2 separate regions of the Anas platyrhynchos genome follow, and region 2 is linked to region 1. Evidence: chromatin contacts called from public Hi-C data. All regions are on one chromosome and are shown on one strand. The core of a region is the stretch at or near the end of the contact, and the rest is flanking DNA. Distances in the headings are between cores, read along the strand shown. Region 1 overlaps SMG5 (SMG5 nonsense mediated mRNA decay factor). Region 2 holds the start of LOC101800252 (ras-related protein Rab-11A).

Region 1 (7,930 bases), core at 1,715-4,214:
TCATGACAGATTCTATCTTCCATTAATAATTCACCCTAGCAGGCATTCAGAAGTGGAAGAGGCTGTTCCCTGCAGGATAACGGTGCCTGTGCTGAAGCTTTTTGCCAAAAGGTCCAAGCTTTATGAAGTCTTTTTCTGCTGGGAGGTTTTCAGGTGATGCTAAATTCACCTCTTGAAATAAAGCAGGCCTTTTAAAGGGCTAACACAGACTGCAATTAAATTCATCATGGAATAGTGTAGTTTGGAGGAGACTTTCTAGAGGTTCAGTCTTTTCCCCAAAGTAGGGTCTGCTGTAAAGATAGATTCAAATGTGAAATTAGGTGAGGTTGCTCTGAGCATCAACCAGTTGAGTTTTCAGTGGATCTGAGGACAGAGATCTCACACCTCTCTGGTTCCCCTTCCAGTCTTTCACCACCTTTACCACGGAGGGATTTTTATTTTCCTTTACTGCAGCTTGTGCCTGTTGCTTCCCTTCTTTTTGCTGTGCACCATGGAGAAGAGTCCTCTGGCTCAGGCCCTTAAACCCATCTATTTGGCATCTGAAAACAAAATTTATACCTCCCTAAGCCTTGCCTTCTTCAAACTGAACAAACTCAGTTCTCTTTCTCTCTTCTCATACATCCTGTGCTGTGTTACACAGTACTCCAGATACCATTTCACGAGTGCCAAACAGAGAAGAATAATGATTACGTTCAATGTGCTGGCTGTGCCCTTGCTGATGCAGCCCAGCATGGGGTTAGCATTCAAATATTGACTGATACCAGACAAGAAATTCAAGGCTCATTTAATATCCACTTAATGAATATTTAGTACATTAAAAAACAGGAAATCACTTTAATTTCCCAGTTATGTTGTCCCCTGAAAAGGATTTGCTAGATGTTTTGCAAACAGGTGTGGTTTTGTTGCTTTTTTTGGGGGGTAACTAGGGGACTCCTGTAGCCCATTATACTGAAAACCACGTGTGCTTCATTTGAAGTGGCTAACAGCTACAGGAGAATGTTCTTGTGTGGCTGTGAGTTATAGCTATGGGAGGAGGGAAAAAAGAGTCCCTAACTTGTGTGTTGTGATCCTTTTAGCTGAGCGGTGGATCTGAAACTTTTGCTGTCTTTAACGTTGAAGTGCCCCGTTTCTTCATGAAGAAGCCTGAGCTCCCGGGGAAAAAGTCATCGAGTGGTTATTTAGGTTAGGTATAAAGTGGTTTTGAGATCTTTGAATTACAGGAGATGTGCAGATAAGGACTGTGGTTGTTCCTGCAGGAGTGTTGCTTTGGGCCTGGGACTCGATGTGTGAGTCCACCCACTGACCCCATCCCACCCCGTATTTTTTCTGGTGACCCATCTCTTTGCAAGGATGTGCCCTAGTTACAGTTTATCTTTAATTTATCAGCCTTGGAGAGGAAAATGTAATCTGATTCATCCCACTTGCTTCTCATACCTGTGGTTGCCTGCGTTATGTTCCCCTTTGCTTTATCTTTCCCAGGGCAAAGGATTGCCCAACTGTAGCTTCTGCCAGATTTGGTCAGTCTCCACGAAGCCATTGCCAGGAGTTTGGGTCTTGAATAATAATTCTTGTTAATTTTTTCTTCCCGTTAAGCTCTCTGGATTCTGAGCTGACGTCACTCTGCCAGTCTGTACTGGAGGATTTCAACCTGTGCTTGTTCTACCTGCCTTCTCCTCCTAACCTGAGCTCAACCAGCGAAGATGAAGAGGAGTATGAGAGCGGCTACTCCTTCCTTCCCGATCTCCTGATCTTCCGCATGGTGATCATCTGCTTTATGAGTGTTCACAGCCTCAAGAGGGCAGGTAACCAGTGCCTTCAGCCATTCGGAAATCAAGTGATCTGATAACAATCAGCAGTCCAATTAGGCAGAAGAAGTCTTAGTGGGCGCTCGTGTTTTGGGCTAGTGGTCAGGCTCCTCTGCCTCATTAAGCTGTCTCCTTGCAGGTTCAAAGCAGTACAGTGCAGCCATTGCTTTCACACTGGCCCTCTTCTCTCACCTGATAAATCACGTCAATATGCGGCTGCAGGCAGAGCTGGAAGAAGGGGAAAATCCAGTCCCAGCTTTTCAGAATGATGGCACAGGTAAGAGGACGGAGGTGGAACTAAGCTGGCTCTCCCCACTTGCATGTCGATAAGGGGGTGGCTTTTACTTTCCTTTCCTAAATCTCATGGACGTGGGTTTTGTCGCATCGTGCCTGAGTGGTGCTAGAAACATCTCAATCTTTGACTGCTGGGCTGAAATTCACAAAGACGGGTAATTTGGGGAGTCTCCACTTAGATGCTCTCAGCGAGTAGCAGAATCATTGTAGAATAGAAGGGTCGCTTGCTGTCTTGAAAGGAGTTATGGTTTTGTGTCTTTTAACAGCTTGTTCATTATCTATTTACCCCAGTCTGTGTTGCTTATGATCTGTCTGCATTCTCTGTTGTTTACTGGACTCTTTTTCTCTTCCTCTGAGATGATCTCAGGTAAAACACCTGGGCAGAGCAGTTTGTAGGGGAGGCCGGCCCTACTCTTCACACCTCATCTCTGTTCAGACAAAAGCAGGTCTTTAGCTGCTGGTGGAGCCTGTTGAGCAGAGAAGAAAACCACTTGATCTTTCCCCTCCGAACCGTCAATTTGTACCATTTCACAGAATGCAAGGCTGGACTTTTCCTGGCCAAAAGCAACAGTGAACGACTCCTCCCCTGCCTGGGTTTTGAAGCTGGCAGGGTGACAGAGGGCTGCTGGAAAGGCTCGGGGCGTGTTGGTGGAGGAAAGGGATGAGGTCAACTCAGTCTGGTTATGAGGTGGGGAGGCTGGTTTCATCAGGGTGACTGGCACACGCTCCTGGCCTGCTAGGTGGGTCACTTGGCTCTCAGATTTTAGAAAGCCGGGTAGAAAATTTCAGATTCAGCTGCGTGTTCTGTGCTGGTTTGGCAACGTTCAGCATTGAGGCTGCCTGATAACGGAGCAGCACAGCTTGGGCTGTAGGAATCCAGGCTTCTTGAGTCTTTCCGGCTGCCCTTTTAGTGTCTGAGTCATTCTCTCAGGGTTGTCATTACTTCTCTTTCTGGGGAAAGACAATAATAGAAGCGATGGCTGAAATTTGTGCTGCTGGTTCCCCTGGCTCGTGGCCAGCAAGCAGCTTGTGTGAGACATCGGTGCTTTTCTAACTTGTGGCCTCATTTGAAATGTCTGCAGATGACCAGGAGCCGCGGGAGCCTTTGAACTCGATTGAGAAAGAAGCCGAAGCTGAGTTGGCCAATCACCAGCCCAAAGAGGAACAGCGGAAGAATGACTGCAAGAAAAGCAAGAAATACTCTCGCCTCTCCTGTTTGCGTCGCCGTCGCCACCCCCAGAAGGTGGATGAGAGCGACCTGAGTGAGGGCTTTGACTCTGACTCCAGCCAGGGCTCTACAAAGGGCAGCGATGGCTCAGAAAGTGGCTCAGAGAAGAGTGACGAGGAAGCAGAAGCTGCTTTTGATGTGGAGACGGACTCTGACATGAACAGCCAAGAATCTCGGTCTGACTTGGAGGACATGGAAGATGAGCCGGGTGAGGAGGGAAGCAGCCGAGGCAAAAGTGGGCCCAAAGAGGCCTTAAAAAACTGTGTAGATGGCAGTGGGCTTGGGGACTCTAAGATCCCGAGCATCTCTAAAACTGAGACCCCAGATTCGGCAGTGAATGGACCCGTTTCCCTGAGCACTAATGACGCGAGCATAGCCAGTAACCTCCAAGCCATGTCCACCCAGCTGTTTCAGACCAAACGCTGCTTTCGCTTGGCTCCCACTTTCAGCAACATCCTTCTGAAACCAAACTGTGAGCCAGCTGTCTTAAAGGATGGGCTGGACAACAAGCCATGCGTCAACGGAGATCTGGAGAAACCCAGCTTGGCAGAGCAAGGTAAGGACGTTGGAAGCGTGTTGTGCTTCTGTGTGGAGGGCTGCAAGCTCGGAGCAGTCTGTTTGCTAAAATCCACCCCCTTCTATCCTGCAAGGTCTCCTTCAGGCAGGTTTGGATGAGCAGATTGCCCACGTACCATACAAATCTGGGGCTGGGTGTTTCCTGGAGGAGCTTTGCTCCTTGCCTGACATCTGGGATCCCATGCAAGTGAGCAAAGGAGACACCTGCAGCCAGCCAGCGTTAGCTGTTGTTCTGCTCAGCAGGCAGAATAATAATTCCAGCCAGGTGCTGAGCACCTCTGATGTAGTACCAGGGGTAATTCCAGCAGGGATTAGCAGTCTGGATTATCTTCCTCTTTCCCACATGAAATCTCTGTAATCAGATCCTTCCCAGTGCAGACGCAGTCGAGGAAGTTTTCCACGAGCCATCATGTTACCAAAACTGTTGTGGCTTGTCTGGAAGACGTGTCCTAGGTGTGTGCAAGAGGAGTTGAGGGCCACTTTCTGTGACCCTCTGAAGGCTTCCACGCTGAATTCAGTGCTGAACCAAACTGCAGCTGCACAGCAGGTGGAGCTGTGATTTCTCTGTCACCACACCATTTATGCAACCGAGTAATGCTCTGGGAAAGAACAGCTTGGAAGGGAGATCTGATGCACTACAGGGCGTTGTTTGTGTTTCAGATAAAACCACATGGGCCTGTTCAGTCTTGTTTGTCGTTCCTCCCCGCTTCCCTGGAGCAAGGAAACATTTCTGCATCGTGCTGCCAGACTCAATGGGCCTGATTCAGGCTCTGCCTGGGTTAGGATTTGAAGGGGAAGCATTAGATCGTGGGAGCAATTTGTGACTCCCAGCTTGGCTCTGGAGCCACTTGAAAGACTTTGAGGGAAAGAAAGAAACAAAAGGGGTTTGGTCTGCTTAACATTTTCCTTTATATATTCAGTGGGCTATGCAGAAGCTGCAGACCCAGGAATGTATCTGAATCGTGTGGCCCTGTTGCCTTTATAGATGCAGAAAGTGAGAGGTTGAATGAATCCCTGTGCTTTTTGGCTTGGAGCTCCCCTTCCCTCAGCTGTGCTGTTTCAAAACCGGGGCTAGTTCACGGTTTTAACGCTCTGTTGGGGGTGGTTTCTGGATAAATTGCTTCCTCCCTTTTGATTCTGAGCATTTATTGAATGATAATCACTGTGCTAATGGACAGAAGTGACTGTGCAATTAAAATAAGGGACTGGAGTAGAACACAGCCGATCCCACGCTTGCTGCTACCTTGACCTCAGGTCGCTCGTGTAGCTGGCCTGATGTTGTCATCGAGGGATGTTGCTGTGCCCTGGATGCTGGCTTTGAGATCCTCGGGTCTGTGGAATGACAAAATGGCAAAACATATTCAATATTTAAGTTCTTGTGGTCCCCTGGCTCGTAAAATAATGCTGTTTTTTGCTCTTGTGTAGCCCAAAGCAGGGTGCACGTTGACCCACTTGGTGGTCTCTGTTCTGTGCAGTGAACGATGCCGTCCTCGTGCTGGCACGTGCTGTTCCCCCCTGCTCTGTTGCAGAGTCTCAGAGGCAGCTGCAGAGGGTTAAGACTTCTGTCAGGTTTTCACAGAGCCATTTTAGCAATCTTCCATCACTGAGGAATAAAGTGCAACAGCAATACACTCATCAACAGCACAGGGGGCAGAGAACTGGCTTTGTCAGGATATGCAGAGGCACTGACAAGTTCCACTTGACTCTTCCAGCTCAGCACTGTTCTCACACCCGTAAGGCTTGGCTTCTCGGGGGGTTTAATGCCTGCCATCATCTCGTTTTCCCTTTTATTTTTCCAGACGATGTGTCCGACTCTGAGGAGAGCATTTCAAGTAACAAATCCTGCAGGAACGAGCGATCCCTTCAGGAGAAGCTGGAGATCGTGACCAACGAGGGGCTGCTTCTCACCGTCAAGGTGTTCCTGGACTGGCTGAGGACAAACACAGACCTCATCATCATGTGTGCTCAGGTGGGAACTGGGCTCGGTGTTTGCTCCAGGGCTGTGTCTGTTCCGATCACCTGGGCTGGGCTGGGCTGGTAAGGCCATAATGAAACTGTTGGCCCAGTCCTGGACAGGAGGTGAGGTTCCACACCCCACCAGCTGAATTAAGAGCATCGTGGCCTCAAGAAGCGTAGTAAAATTTATGTTTTTAAAGCATTTTGAGGTCTGCGAAAGAGAATGGGAAGCCCACGTGGCCTGGTTACTGCATACATCTATCCTGACGATTTCTGTGGCCTTTTGTGTTTTGTTCTGCAGAGCTCTCAGAGCCTGTGGAACAGGCTGTCTGTGCTCCTGAACCTTCTGCCTTCTGCTGCAGACCTGCAGGAATCAGGTAGGGGAAAAGGAAAGGACAACGCAGTGTTTCAGCAAGCCTCAGTGTTTTTTCCATGTTTCCAGTAGCAGTTTGCTTTAAGCCCAATGCGAAGTGACTTCTTCCATGTGTTATTTTCTTATTTAAACACTGCTCCAGTTAAATACTGTCCTATAGACTTCAGCTCCATGAATCCATGATGTGGGGCTGCCTATAACCAAAACTCTCACACCTGTGTGCGTGCAGTCCTTGTGTGGCCAACCTGATTGGAATCAAGACCATAAGTGAGGGTCTGATTGCATCGTGGCAGTCATGGAAATCAGTTTTCAACCTTTGGATGCTCACGATGTGCCCTGCACCTCAGCCTAAAAACCCACGTGGGTGTTAAGAAGCATAGTTTCGAGGGATGCTTCTCTTTTGGAAGGGATGGGAAAGCTGACCCTCCAAACTACAGCTTTTCTGACCAGAGAGGAGTACCTCAGCAGGTTGTTTGGAGCAGTTACTCTTCATATTGTGGGTGGCCTTTTTGTTAACAGCATTCCTCCCCCAGCACATGTTCACAGTACCTATGTAATTACAAACCTCCGCCCTTGTTCACCGTGCATTATGTGCCTTAGAGCATTTTTCCTCTGTCTCGGCATCAGTTGTTTCAATCAGCATATGTTGGTGTGCTTCTCCTCCCTCCTTCCCAGGACTGGACCTTTGTAATGAAGTCAAGGACATGCTGAGCGGCGCCGAGCTGCCAGACCTGCACACCAACTTGCTGCTCCCAGAAGATGTGGCCCTGCGAAATCTGCCCCCTCTGAAAAATGCACACAAGAGGTTTAACTTCGAGCAGGACCGACCGATTTTCTCAGCAGTGGAGGAGGTGAGTCAGGGTAAATCCCGAATCTTGGCACGAACTGCATTTGCCTTTCTGGAAGTGCAGCTTATCTTAGCCGTGCAGGTGAAGATCTAGATCTTTTTATCACCAAAACAGACCCCAGAGTGACTCAGACTCTTGAGTCTGAGTTCATGTTGTTATTGGTGGTTGCTGAAGTCATCTGTGTCCAAAAACCCAGCGTGCTTTCCCTCCCCTTCTCTGTCAGAATCATTATGAAAGGAAGCACAGTCACATGCCAGCCTTGCTGCATGCAATCTCCTGACCTCTCTGTCTGGACAGAAGAGTTTTGTCTCTGCCCTGCCTTGGATGAAAGGGTCAGAGTTGCAGGATACGTCCTGTGATCCTACACAAGAAAAAGCAGAAGTTGGTGAAACGTTGTGTTTTGTGGCGCTGCGTGCCCTCGCAAAGCACTTCTGTCTGTTTCCCCAAATGTAAAGGACCAAGGTGATAATTTAGGGGTGGTGTAGCTGTCTTCAGAAAGAAAACAACGAACAACTGGTCTTCTGTTTTGCATTGCTGGACCAGTCTGCTTCCTTCGGGGTGGGGAATATGCTAACATCTTAACCCCACGCTGTTAAATCGCAGCCCGGCTGGGTGAGGTCCTGAACGTCCTCTCAACCTGCTGGGGCAGCTGGAGCAAAGAACATCAACGTCACTTCCCACGTGAGCTCACCTTTTGCTGCCTTCTCCCAGCAGCACAACAAAGAGTAGTGCCTGCCCCAAAACAAGTGTAGAGGTTGTAGTTCCATTTGATTTCTTCTCCCAGCTCGAGCAGAGGTTTCTGAGGGAAAGCCTGTGGATGTTTTCTGGAGCTTTTTTTGAGCTGAGGAAA
Region 2 (6,879 bases), core at 3,026-5,525, 97 kb after region 1:
GGGGATGCGCTCCTGGGGCGAAGGGATGGGATGGGATGGGATGGGATGGGATGGGATGGGATGGGATGGGATGGGATGGGATGGGATGGGATGGGATGACCCCTGCATTGCCCCCTGCCCATCACGCCAGTGGCACCGGCTCTGTCCCAGCCCTGGGGGGCCCGGCTCTGTCCCCTGGGCAGTGGGATCGGGGCTGGCAGCCCCCCATGAGCGCAGCACACGCTCCATCTAGCGGCAGCCTCGTCCCCAGGCTGCGCCCTGCTGTCACCAAATCCCTCGTCCTCATCCCACAGCCCCAAAAGTGGCAAAATCTTCCCAAATCCCCCCACCCTGGGAGCCCCCTTTCCCCTCCTCGTGCGTCCCAGCACCCGGCTGAAGGACAGGGCAGATTTTTCCTCTGTGCTGGCTGCGCTGCAGGGGCTCAGGGCACAAAAATGGGGTCCAAGGTGGGAATCGCCCCCTGCACCCCCCCAGCAGGGCGCCCCATCCGCACCCAGAGCCGTGCCCAGGGCTGGGTGCACCCAGTCTCTCGCCTGGCAGAAAGAAGGGCGCACCCTGGCCCCTCACCATCCCAAAAAACCTTCCCCAAAGGGCTGCACCCACGGGTGCCACAAAAACCTGGGTACCAGGCAAGGGGTGGGCTGCCTTAGGGTGTCACCCTAAGGTGACTTCGGGGCCGGAGAAAGCAAGGAGGTGAAGGGTGGCACGTCCCGAGCCCTGGGGAAGAGAGGCACTGGTGGGGACACGCGGCTCAGGGAGAGCTTTTCCTCTCCATTCCTGTAGGTCCTACATAAACACGGGGAGAGCAGCACAAGGCGGCACGGAGCGGCCATGCAGGAGAAGAGACCCCCAGCCCCATCCCGTTCCCGGGGGGCTGCAGCGAGCAGAGGTAGAGGGTGAGAAAGGCGACGGCTCCGTGCGCGGGGCAGGGGGGGGGCTCAGATATTTTGGCAGCAGGGAGCCTGGCGGCCCTCCTGCTGCGTGGGCAGCACCCGAACGGGCTCGATGGTGGTGCTGGGGCCGAACTCGGACTCGGGCTGCCCGGCGATCTGCCGCTGAGACACGAGGCGGTAGATCTCTGCCGAGAAAAGGGGAGAAGGAGGGAAAGCTTTTTAAAAAAAATGTGGATTTCAGCGGTTTTCAGATTTTCCCAAAAGCTCAAGAGGCTGGGAGCACCCAGGGGAGAAGGATCCCACCCCCAGAGCTTAAAGAGGTCCCAAAGCCCCTCCTGGCCACCCCTTACCCGTCAGGATGCTGTGGAAAGCCGTCTCCACGTTGGTGGAGTCCAGAGCCGACGTCTCAAGGAAGGAGAGCCCGTTCTTCTCTGCGAGGACAGCCTGAGCTCAGGCAGGAGTCATAGGGGATGGGATGGGGTGGGATGGGGTGGGATGGGGTTTAGGGGATACCTGCAAAGCTCCTGGCCTCGTCGGTGGGCACGGCCCGCAGGTGCCGCAGGTCGCTCTTGTTGCCCACCAGCATGATGACGATGTTGGCATCGGCGTGGTCCTGCAGCTCCTTCAGCCAGCGCTCGGCGTTTTCGTACGTCAGGTACTTGGCGATGTCGTAGACCAGCAGAGCTCCCACGGCCCCCCGGTAATACCTGGGGGACAGCGAGGGGACGGGCTCACGGCGGATTCCCAGGGAAGAGACGTGGGATTTGGGGGGGCACGGGGGGGACACTCACGCCGAGGTGATGGCCCGGTACCGCTCCTGCCCGGCCGTGTCCCAAATCTGAGCTTTCACGGTCTTGTTGTCCACCTGGATGCTCCTCGTGGCGAACTCCACCCCGATGGTGCTCTTGCTCTCCAGGTTGAACTCATTGCGGGTGAAGCGGGACAGGAGGTTGCTCTTCCCCACGCCGGAGTCCCCGATGAGCACAACTGGATTGGGGAGGGGGGGGGACGACAAGCACAGCATCAGCCCCCGGCCCCCCAGCACCACGCAGCACCAATTATCCCCAAATTATCCCCAGCCCTGCATGGACTTGGACGTCCCCATCAGCCCCCATCTCCTTTTCATCCCGAGGGAATCGGGGCATAACCAGGGATTTAAAGAGCTGGTCCCAAAGCGAGCACCAGCCGAGGAGGAGGAGAAGGAGGAGGAGGTGAGGAGGAAGAGGAGGAGGAGGAGGAAAGTCCCTGGGTGTGGGCCAGGTGATGCATTTTCTACCTATTTCCTGCCAAACCTGGCGCAACAACAGGCTGCGGGGAGGCTCCGTCACGGCTCCCCTGTCGAGTTTGTTGGGTTTGTGACTCAACAGCTTTGGATTTCTTTCATTTTTCATGGCTGCTGGCTCGGTCCGTTCCCCGGGGCAATGAGGACTCCGGGGGGGGCTTCTCCTTGCCCTCCCCAGCTGGGACAAAACCCTTCGAGGGACCAGCAGCAGAGGGAGGGAGGCTCCCGATGCTGCGTGGATGCCTGGGGAGACCACGCTGGGCTGGGCTGCCCTCAATGAACAGAGGAGACGCAGCGGCCAGCAATGTGCCAGGTTCGTTAACGAGCCTCAGCGCTTTGATCCAGGCTCGGTGTTTAATTAACGGCAGGTTGCCACTTCCCTTGGCTCCAGCACAAGGTCTCCGATGCCGGCAGTGCTGCTGCAATTTGGCTTCCACTGGTCCCGTGCACGCCCCCGGCAGCGCCGAATCCGGATGGGGAAACTGAGGCACGCGTGTGCCGTGTCCCTGGAAGCCTTAGGAGCAGGACGCTCCCTTATAAAGAAAGTCAAAGAATGCTGCTTCAAACCGAAACCAGCACCCGTTTGGGGGAAAAAAAGCCCCAGCAAAGCCCTGGGGACCCAGCGAGCGCTGTCCCAGCTCCGCGCCCCGAAACACCGCGTCTCCCTTGGACTTTGCCCCTGGTTTGGGTGGAACCACCGGGTTCTGGACTCAAAGCCAGGTTCTCTTATTTTTAAGAAGAAAAGAACGGGGAAGGAAAAGCAGAGCCCGACCTCCAGCTGCCCTCAGCCCCAGCTCCTTTAGGAACCCGGCACCGCAGGGGGACACCACTGGGGCCCCCCCAGAGCCGTGCCTCCGGTGTAGCAGGGGGCGAGACGCCGGGGACGCCCCTCGCTGGGTCCTGGGAGAGCTCCGGGGAGGATTTTGGAGCCACCTGCTCGGCAGGAGGGGTCCCTGCCCATGGCAGGGGGTCGGAGCGAGGAGATTTTTAAGGTCCCTTCCGACCCAAAGCAACTCCGAGATTGATTTCCTGGGCGGGGGCCGGGGGAGGTGCTGGCGGCTGACTCACAGCAAGGACATCCCTGGCTCCTATCACGATTTTTGGCCGTCCTGTCGCGACTTGGCAACGTCCTGTCGCGACTGGGACCCCATGCTGGTGGCTGGGGAGAAGATCCCGGGGTTCCCGGCTCCCTTCCCGGGGGGGGCAGGGGGGCTTTTCCCCGCTCCTCCCGCTGCCCACGACTCCCCCCCAGCCTCCTGGGGCTGCCCAGGGGCCAAGCACCCCCCACCCATGGGTGCGGGGGCACCCAGCACCTGCCCAGCACCGGGAGCTGGGCCCAGGCCCCAGTTCAGGTCCTGGGCCCCAGTCCTGGGTTCAGGTCCCACATCCCAGGTCCCGACCCCGGTCTCTGTCCCCGGTCCCGGTTCCTGGTTCGGGTCCCAGTCTCCATCCCTGGTCCCCGGTCCCGGTCCTTGGTTTCCAGCCCGGTTCCCAGTTCAGGTCCCGGGTCCTGGTTCCCAGTCTCTGTCCCCTGTCCCAGTTCAGACTCAGGTCCCGGTCCCCAGTCCCGGGCCTGGGTTCAGGTCCCCAGTTCAGGTCCCAATCCCGATCCCTGGTTCCCGACCCCTGTCCCAGTCCCGATTCCTGGTTCCCGGTCCTGGGTTCAGGACCCCGATCCTGACCCCGATACCGATCCCGGGTTCAGGTCCCGGTTCCCGGTTCCCGGCCCTGGTCCCCGATTCCCAGTTCCGATCCCAATCCCGATTCCGGGTTCAAATCTCGGTCCCCGGTTCCCGGTCCCCGGTTCCTGGTCCCGATCCCGATCCCAGTCCCGGTCCCAATCCGGGTTCAGGTCCCGGTTCCCGATCCCAATCCCGGTCCCGATCCAATCCCGATCCAATCCCGGTCCCAATCCGGGTTCAGGTCCCGGTTCCCGTTCCCAATCCCGATCCCATTCCCGTTCCCGGTGCCGTACCCTTGAAGAGGCAGTCGTACTCCTCGTCCCGGCCCCGCATCGTGCCCCTGCCCCTGCCCCTGCCCCTGCCCCGAGTTCCGGACCGGGGCGTGGGGGGGTGGGGGGGGGGGGAGGCGGGACGGGGCCACCCCCCGCGATCCCATTGGTCCCCCCCCCGCCCTCCCCCGCTGCCATTGGCGGGCGGGGCTGTCCGTCACCGCCCGGCGGCTCACCTGGGCCAGGTGCATGGGGGCGGCGGGGCCCCGGGACCCCAAACCCCGTCCCCAGCCCCCTTCTTCCCACCTTCCCCTTCCCCCCCTTCCCCTATTTCCCTTTTTCCCCTTCCCCCCCTTTTCCCCATTCCCCTTTTTCCCCTATTTCCCATTTCCCCTATTCCCCCTTCCCCCTTTTCATCCCTCCTTCCCCTATTCCCCTTCTCCCATTCCCCTGTTCCCCTTTACCCCCTTCCCCTATTCCCCTTTTCCCATATTTCCCTTCTTCCTCCCCTTCCCTATTCCCCTTTTCCCCCTATTTCCCCTTTCCCCCACTCCTCCTTTCCCTCTAACTCCCCCTTTTCCCCTATGCCCCCTTTCCCTCTCTCCCCCCTTTTTCCCTATTCCCCCTTTTCCCCTATTTTCCCTTTCCCCCTTCCCCCCACCTTCCTCTATTTCCCTTCTCCCACCCCTTCCCCCCTTCCCCTATTCCCCTTTTTCCCTATTCCCCCCTTCCCCTATTTCCCTTTTCCCTTATTCCCCTTTTCCCCCTTCCCCTGGCACAGCACAACCCCACTCCCCATGCGGAGCCTCCAGCCCTGGTCCCACACCCAGGAGAAGACCCTGGGAACCCAGAAACATCCCCCCATTTCCCAGGGGGGTCGGGAAAGACCCCTTTTTGGGGCCGATCAGCTGCCGGGCATCCCCCTGGGGGCCATCGGGGCAACGGGACAAGGGAAGGGGCGCAGGGACCCCCATGGGGACGCACCCCATGGGTATGGGGTGGGGGGCGCAGGGCTGAGGCCAGGAGGGTTGAGGGATTCCAGCAGAGCGGAGCCGCCTTTCGCAAGTCCTTTAATGGTGGCAGCACCACATTTTGGGATGCGGTGACCCCGAAGCTGTCCCCACTGGGGACGCGGAGCTGTGGGGACAGGCAGGTCCCCAGCGCGCGGTGCAGACCCCACAGCAGGATCGCGGCAGCTCCCGTGGGTGGCACGGCCCCGGCGAGAAGCAGCAGCAGCACCCTTGGGTGTCTCAGTCCTCTGCACGGCGGGGCTGGAGGGATTGGGATCGGGATCGGGATCCGGGGCAGCTCGGGTGCTGGTGTGAATTGCTCAGGACCCCATAAAAACGAGGCGGATGGCGCGGAGCTGCCGGCACTGAGGCTTTTCACCATTTCTGGCAGAATTTACCCGCTTTCCAGGCTCCCCACCACGCCGCAGCAGGGGGTTGGTGGCCCAAAGGGACCAGCCCCAGCCCCAGCCCCTTGGCACGTCCCGGACCCCCCCGAGCTGCCCGGGGGGGGGGGGCTCAGATGGCCACGCAGCACGGGCGCTTCTCCCCCTGCGCCGGGGCCGAGCTCTCCGGGTTCTCGCTGCCGAGCGACACCGTGCTGCTTTGGCTGCTCCTCTGCTTCTGCTTCTGCACCTTCTGGAAGATCTCTGCAAAACACAAAAGGGTCCGGGGAGGGGGGGGGAAAAAAGGGGGCAGATTGGTGTCCTGGAGGGGGGGGGGGCGCAGACACCTCTGAAGGATCCCCTCAAAGGGAGGATGCTTTGAGGGGTAGGGGAGCAGCGCGCTGCGGTTGCGTCCCCGTGGGTGGTGGGGAACACCTTGTGGTTTCCTCTTGCCCAATTTGGGTTAGGGCTTTGAGTGTCGGGGGTGGCACGGCACAAAGGGCACCACGGCACAAAGGACATGGCACAAATGGCACCACGGCACCCATGGCACCGTGGCACCCATGGCACCAATGACACCAATGGCACCACGGCACCCATGGCACCATGGCACCCATGGCACACCTCGCTCTCCTTCCTGGAGAGCTGCTCCAGGTCCCGCATCGCCCCTCTCCGTCCCCCCAGGCCCCTGCGGGTGGTTCAGCAGGATGCCGGAGACGTTGAGTCAGGAGCCCCCGAGGGGTTTTTGCCCCCCAGGGGACCGCAGATTACAAGGGGAGAAGGAGCCCCCGGGGCCCTGAGAACAAAGCCGGCGGGTGGCAGGGAGCGAAACGCCCAGCGCAAAAGGGCCGGAAACCAAACCAGCCAGAAAGACGGCACCGAAACCAGCCCCAAAAACTGCTGGGGTGGAGCAGGGCGGAGGAGAGACGCGCTGGGAATCCTCCGCCCAGCCCCGGGTCCCCACGAGGGACAGGACCCCATGAGGGACAGGACCCCACGAGGGACCCCGTGAGGGACCCCGCGCCCCCTCCTTCCCCATCACCCCGCGGTGCCGGAGCGCGCACCCTTCAGGATGGTCTCGAAAGCCTGCTCGACGTTGGTGGAGTCCAGCGCCGAGGTCTCCAAGAAGAGCAGCCCGTTGTTCTCTGCAAGGACAGCGGGACCCCCGTGACGATGGGGACCCCAGCGAGGGCACGGCTCATTTTGGGGCCCCTACTGGGATTTTTGGGATCCCTTTTTGGTGCGAGCTTGGAGGTTCCCCGCTCGTTTTTGGGGTGTCAGGAGCAGCGAGCGGCCATACCTGCGAACATTTTCGCCTCCTCCGTGGGCACCTCCCGAGCCTGCGCCAGGTCGGTTTTGT

Evidence for each region. A called contact is a pair of places that touch in the nucleus more often than the background predicts.
Region 2: a Hi-C map of liver shows a contact between it and region 1, with 2.9 times the contacts expected there. The contact joins the promoter of LOC101800252 here to the enhancer-like site in region 1. A contact is called at or near these places in 2 of 8 Hi-C or Micro-C datasets (liver and subcutaneous adipose tissue).

The regions. Positions count from the first base shown.
Region 1 is chr26:1,374,492-1,382,421 of IASCAAS_PekinDuck_T2T, forward strand. It overlaps SMG5 (SMG5 nonsense mediated mRNA decay factor), which reads left to right. Exons shown (of 22, transcript XM_027444519.3): 10 at 1,594-1,802; 11 at 1,945-2,082; 12 at 3,182-3,883; 13 at 5,703-5,872; 14 at 6,161-6,236; 15 at 6,908-7,083. Among named protein-coding and RNA genes, the nearest start is that of BGLAP, 13 kb to the right of the region's middle. Within about 2 kb of position 2,965, at least 3 of the 8 cell types and tissues checked have an H3K27ac peak or open chromatin away from gene starts, as enhancers often do. A contact at or near this core is called in subcutaneous adipose tissue, where this site is marked.
Region 2 is chr26:1,470,084-1,476,962 of IASCAAS_PekinDuck_T2T, forward strand. It overlaps LOC101800252 (ras-related protein Rab-11A), which reads right to left and starts at 4,276. Exons shown (of 5, transcript XM_027444517.3): 1 at 4,151-4,276; 2 at 1,685-1,880; 3 at 1,407-1,600; 4 at 1,244-1,324; 5 at 1-1,078. The coding sequence starts at 4,190. The coding sequence ends at 939. RAB25 (RAB25, member RAS oncogene family) reads right to left here. Exons shown (of 5, transcript XM_027444489.3): 3 at 6,820-6,879; 4 at 6,584-6,664; 5 at 5,180-5,783. The coding sequence ends at 5,653.